Regions from separate parts of the Mus musculus genome. Here region 2 is linked to region 1. A link is a contact called in public HiChIP or PLAC-seq data. All regions are on one chromosome and are shown on one strand. Each heading gives the region's core, a stretch centred on a gene start, on an enhancer-like site or on the middle of the called end of the contact. The rest is flanking DNA. Distances are from core to core; before and after follow the strand shown. Region 1 overlaps Cdk5rap1 (CDK5 regulatory subunit associated protein 1). Region 2 holds the start of Cdk5rap1 (CDK5 regulatory subunit associated protein 1).

Region 1 (2,817 bases), core at 190-2,689:
AAAAATGAAATAAATGGATTTTACCAATGAATACACAATTTGTAATGTCCTTGAAACAGTGCCTTGTGAGTATTTGAATAGAGGATATAAATTTTTATATTGCACTTGTCATAAATGTGTTGTTGTGGTTTAAAAAAAAGTTTTGCTCTTACTGAAAATAGACTTTTTCCTCACATAATATCCTGAATACAATTTCCCCTCCTTCTACTCCTCTCAGTTCCTCCCTGCCTTCCCATCTACCTCAATCTACTTCTTTGCTCTCCTTCAATAAATAAATAAATAAATAAGTAAATAAATAAGTAAATAAATAAATAAATGGTTAGCTGGGCAATGGTGGCGCACGCCTTTAATCCCAGCACTGGAGAGGCAGAGGCTGGTGGATTTCTGAGACGGCCTGGTCTACAGAGTGAGTTCCAGGACAGCCATTAATATATAGAGATAGGAACCCTGTCTCAAACAAAGACAAAAACAAAGTCAAACTAAAGTCCAGATCCATCCCCAGCAGCAGCTCTTCATGTTTCTCTGAGGAGACGATGGATCCTTCTCAGCTCCAACTGTCAGCTCCCTTGTGAGCTGCCCTGCACAGAGCCATCCTCCAGCCTCTGGAATGACTTAGGATGCAAACTGACCTAGTTAAAGCCATCCTTAGGATTTTTGTTTGTTTATTTTTCAAGATAGGGTTTCTCTGTGTAGTCCTGTCTGTCCTAGAACTCTCTATAGACCAAGCTGGACTCAAACTCAGAACACCTGCTTCTGTCTCCTGAGCTGCTTCTAAAGATGTGTGCAAACTACTGCCTGGCCAATCCTTATAATATTTTTTATCAAAACTTACTGAAAAAGTTTATTTCACCTCTGAGTGAGAACTGAATAACTAAGACCCCAAAGTTACCATTTATCATATTTCTCATCAGAATAAATTGATCCACTAGTAAATATTTACAAGATTCTTACTTATATTAGGGATTAACTTTGATGCTGGAAATACAAATATAAACAAAGGAATTACCTCACCCACAATAGAGCTTTTGGAGAAAGACACATAATAAGCATGTACATAAAAAAAATTATTTGGGCACTAATAAGTACTCAATATAACAGGGGACAGGTGGCTAATAGGCAGGAATTATGGAATAGTGGGGAAATAGGCAGGAAAAGTTGCTTCAAAACAATGATGTTCAGGGACAGCATCTCTGAGGTAAAATTGAAGAAAGAAGATGAAATTTCTAGAATTCTCTAGCATTGCTAGCAGGAGTGCAAAACACTTGGGCTGTTCCTATTATAGCCACCCTATGACCATATACCCAACAGAAATAAATATGTATGTGCCTTACAGCACATGTACAAGTATACTCATAGCAATAGCAAATGGACTAGGTCCAAACTGGAAACAACCAGTATGGCCCACCAACAGTACAATGCATAACAAATCTTTGTGATAGAAAAACAAATGAAGCACAGAATATATGTAGGGAAAGGAAAGCAGGAATCCAACCTATACACTATAGAACACCATTTGCAAAACAAAACAAAACAAAAATGTGGAACAGGGTGTGGCACATGCCTACAATTCCAGCACTCAAATGGCTGGATGAAGGGAATTTCTGGGCTCAAAAAAAAAAAAACCTTTTAGATTTCAGAAATAGCTACCTGAGTGAGGTCACGGTAAGATTTCAAAAAGGTGACTCAGCAGTTAAGAGCAACTCTCTTCAACTCTGTGCTTCCTTTTGTATGGGTCTTTTTCTTAAACTGTACTCCCTGTCTCTCCCTCCCTCCCTGTCTCTCTCCTTCTGTCTCTCACACACACACTCTCTCTCTCAACACTCATGCTTAATCTATAGCAGAACTCCCCCCACCCCCACCACCCCCACCCCCACCCCTCCCCACCCCACCCCCCACCCCCCACCCCCAGCACTTTACTCTATAGCCCAGGCTGGCTTGGAACTCACTATGTGCCCCAGGCTAGTCTTGAATTTGTAGCTATCCTCCCTCCATAGGCTCCTAAAAGCTAGGATTGCAGATATGAGTCATTAATCCTTTTTGTTTTGTTTTTTTTCTTTCTTTTTTTTTCTTCTGACCAGGAGGCATTAGGATGGACCTTTTTGTTTTTAGTTAAGCCATTCTCAGCTATGTGCAACTAAGCTCTTTGGTTTTGAGGTACACATTTCTTACCTTGTTTCTAAGAATCATATTTTTTCTTTTGTTTCAGGGAGAAAGAGAGACACAGTCTCTCCATGAAGCTCTAGGTGGTTTAAACAATAGTTTGTGAACTGCCTGAAGTGGATGCTGGCAAGGGAACTTGGAGCCTCTGGAAGAGTAGGATGCACTCTTAACTGATAACCCATCCCTCCAGGTACTCTCTCTCTGTTTATATGGTACCTTATTAGATTAAGAGACAGTGGGGACATAATTAACCTAAAGTTCCCTTTAGTTCATAGAACTTAAATCTTTAACAAATCAGGTACTTTAAATTTGTAGGTAAGCCAGGCTTAACGGTACACATCTTTTATCCCAATGTTAAGAAAGATAACAGATCTCTCTTGAGTTCCAGGTAGGCCTAATCTACATAGTGAGTGTCGGGCCAGCCACAAGTACATAGACCTGTCTTTAAAAAGAATTATACCACAGGGGTCGCCTCCTCCCCAATGCTATGTTAAAGTCATGTGCCAGGAGGTGGCCCAGCCAGGAAGCTGAAAAAGGCATCTCTGTGACTTAGAGGTCAGCCTGATCTATATAGTGAGTTACAGGCCAGGGCTACAGAGTGAAAACCCTGTGTCAGGAAAACCCGGTCTCAAACCAAAAGCAGTAACAGTCTGCTAG
Region 2 (2,817 bases), core at 128-2,627, 35 kb after region 1:
TGTATAGCTCTGACTGTCCTAGAACTTGCACTGTAGACCAGGCTGGCCTGAAACTCAGAGATCAGCCTGTCTCTGCCTCCTGAGTGCTGAGATTTAAGGTGTGCACCACCACCTCCCTTAAGGTACGTTTTATGATAGTTTACCTTAATCTAAACATGGTAAACCTATATTCCCAGTAACCTGGGAGGCTAAGGCAGGAAGATCATTTGAGCCCAGGACTGCCTGGACAACAGTGAGGGCTCTTAAAATATATTATATCTCTAATTTACAGGTGAAAATAAATAAAGGCGGCTCAGTGACATGGCTTAGTGGATGAAGGCACCTGCCACCAAGCCTGACTCCCTGAAAGCCACACAGTAGAAAGAATTCTTTTCCATAGATTCTTCTATCTCTACACATACACTATGTATGGCACATTCATGTGCATGAGCACAGGAACAAAAACCAAATAAATAAAATGTAATTAAAAAAAAAAACACCAACCTACTCTCTTGTCGGAGAGGAGACTTTTGGTTTGAGTTTTAATTTTTTTCACATTTTTATTTTTATGCATATTATGGTATGTGAACCATCTTAACAGCCCAGGTGTGAGCTTTCAAATCATCTACTTCTGCCCTTTAATTGTTGTGTGACCACGTTTTTACAAGTCAAATTTCCACCTCTGGACTACAAATGTCATATCCATTTTGGAAAAAAAAAAAAAAAAAGTACAATAGGACCTTACCCCTTGCCAGATGTTATAAGAATTACACATTAAAAACTTAGATTGGGGGAGGGGGGGACTTAGAGCAGTGGCTCAGTGGTTAAGAGCACTGACTGCTTTTCCAGAGCCTGAGTTCAATTCCCAGCAACCAAGTGGTGGCTCACAATCATTCACTAGCAGCCCACACTTCATTTCAAAGCATGGACCTTGGCCGGGTTCTGGGCGCGTCTTCATGTATGAGTGTTGGGGTGGGGAACGGTCCTTTCTGACGAACCTGGTGGAAGGATCAAAAGCTTCAAGTTTTTGCACAGCACAGCGCGGAACCACCTACCACATCCAAGCGTGTGAGTGCTAGGCGTGGCGGCGGCAACTGCGTGAGCCCCGTAGCCCCTCTCCGAGGTCTATCAGACCCCATCTCTGCTTCACAGGGCAAATACTAGGGCTTAGAAGGACGCTGTGACTTGGCCAAGAGCCGGCAGCGGGGCTGAGCTACACTCGCAGCGGTCCTACTCAAGGCCTAACACTGCCCAGTGATACCTTCTCCTAGCGCTTCTGGCTTTTCCTGGACGGTGCGAGCCCGCCCTGCGCCACCGCGGGTCACCCGCAGGACACTAAACTCAATCTCAAGCCTCTCACCTCCCACAACTGCAAGGTCCGCGTCCGAAACCGGAAACTGTCGATCTGCGTGGGTTCCCTTCTCAGGAGTCCTCCGCTGCGCGCCTAGGCGTGCAACTTCTGTTCCGCCGTGACTTTCGCCCGCGGTGTTCTAATGGTAGTGTTTCCTGCCGGCTTCGAGTCCCAGGACCCTGGCTTTGAAAAATAAAGCCGTGAGACCTACTACTTCTTTAAATGCTAATACCGCCCCCCACCCCCACCCCACCCCACCCCAAAAAAAAAAGTTAAGTAAAGCTTAAAACCAGGTAGGCGGGCTGGAGAGATGGTTCAGCGGTTAAGAGCACTGAGTGCTCTTCCAGAGGTCTGGAGTTCAATTCCCAGCAACCACATGGTGGCTCACAACCATCTGTAAAGGGATCCGATGGATGCCCTCTTCTGGTGTGTCTGAAGACCGCGACACTGTACTATTATGCATAATAAATCTTTTTTAATTAGAAAAACAAACAAACAAACAAACAGGTGGGCAGTCTCAGAGTCTGTATCTGCCCTTGCCCCAAGAGAGTAAGGGATTCTTAGGGGTGTTCTGCCCCCTGGAAAATAGGAGCTCTGACTTCTCCTCAAGCCTGTCACCCGTTAGCTCCCTCCTGCCATATGTACTTTCCTTCCCTCTCCTCACCAGACCCTTTAAGAAAAGGGCCACCATGGGGCTGGTGAGATGGCTCAGCATGTAGGACACTTGCTGTTTGACGACCTGGGGTCTAATCCCCAGAACCCACAAGGTGAAGGGAGAACTGGCTCCCACAAGCCCTCTGAACTTCACAGATAGGCCATGGGACATGCAACATCTCTCTCTCTCTCTCTCTCTCTCTCTCTCTCTCTCTCACACACACACACACACACACACACACAGACGTCTCAGGACGCTGTAGCACACTTCGGTGTTCTCAGGAGGCAAAGGCAGGCTAATTCGAAGCCAGAAAGAGCTACATAGTAAAATTTCGTAGATGATGGATAGACAGACAGACAGGCAGACAGACAGATGGAATAGAATAAATGTAAAAAAAAATAGAAAAGAGGCTAACCAGTGGTTTCTGTGGCTAGCTCTGAACGGCCTCGTCTTTCCTGGATCTCCCAGATGGCCCTGAACAGCCTAATTGTTCCTCACTACCTCCTTACCCTACTCCTGTCACATTCCTGCCCTGGCCCTCTCAGCCATTCTCCCTTCCCTGTTGACTCTAGCCAAAATACCTCTTCTCCCCCAGACCGAACCCATAGTCCCTACACTCAAGAAAATGCTGAGAACAGGATTCAGCCAGATCGGAGCCCTGGGGTCAGAACCACCCTATGTAGCATAAGTGTTTTTTCCAAGCTTCACCATAAATATTAGTTTTAAAGTGTGAGACATTTAAGTGTAAAACATTTGGTTGAAGCACAAACTGCAGGTGGACAGTTCAAAAATCTACAAGCATAGAATGAGTAGCAAAGAGGCGCCCCCTCCT

What was found. HiChIP or PLAC-seq counts read pairs in DNA pulled down with a chosen protein or histone mark.
Region 2: a contact with region 1 is called in an H3K27ac HiChIP or PLAC-seq map of embryonic stem cells, with 19 read pairs. The contact joins the promoter of Cdk5rap1 here to the enhancer-like site in region 1. A contact is called at or near these places in 1 of 39 promoter capture datasets (macrophages), 1 of 15 datasets of contacts at CTCF or cohesin (the NIH/3T3 cell line), 20 of 484 Hi-C or Micro-C datasets (the G1E-ER4 cell line, cortical neurons, differentiating embryonic stem cells and 6 more), 11 of 115 datasets of contacts at active chromatin or transcription factors (the HPC-7 cell line, the SCID.adh cell line, embryonic stem cells and 2 more) and 3 of 9 other capture datasets (adipose tissue, liver and pancreatic islet).

The regions. Positions count from the first base shown.
Region 1 is chr2:154,336,747-154,339,563 of GRCm38.p6, forward strand. The region is part of intron 13 of Cdk5rap1 (CDK5 regulatory subunit associated protein 1); the gene reads right to left. Among named protein-coding and RNA genes, the nearest start is that of Bpifb9b, 31 kb to the left of the region's middle. Within about 2 kb of position 1,440, at least 15 of the 459 cell types and tissues checked have an H3K27ac peak or open chromatin away from gene starts, as enhancers often do. A contact at or near this core is called in embryonic stem cells and trophoblast stem cells, where this site is marked.
Region 2 is chr2:154,371,342-154,374,158 of GRCm38.p6, forward strand. Cdk5rap1 (CDK5 regulatory subunit associated protein 1) reads right to left here and starts at 1,378. Exons shown (of 14, transcript NM_025876.2): 1 at 1,340-1,378.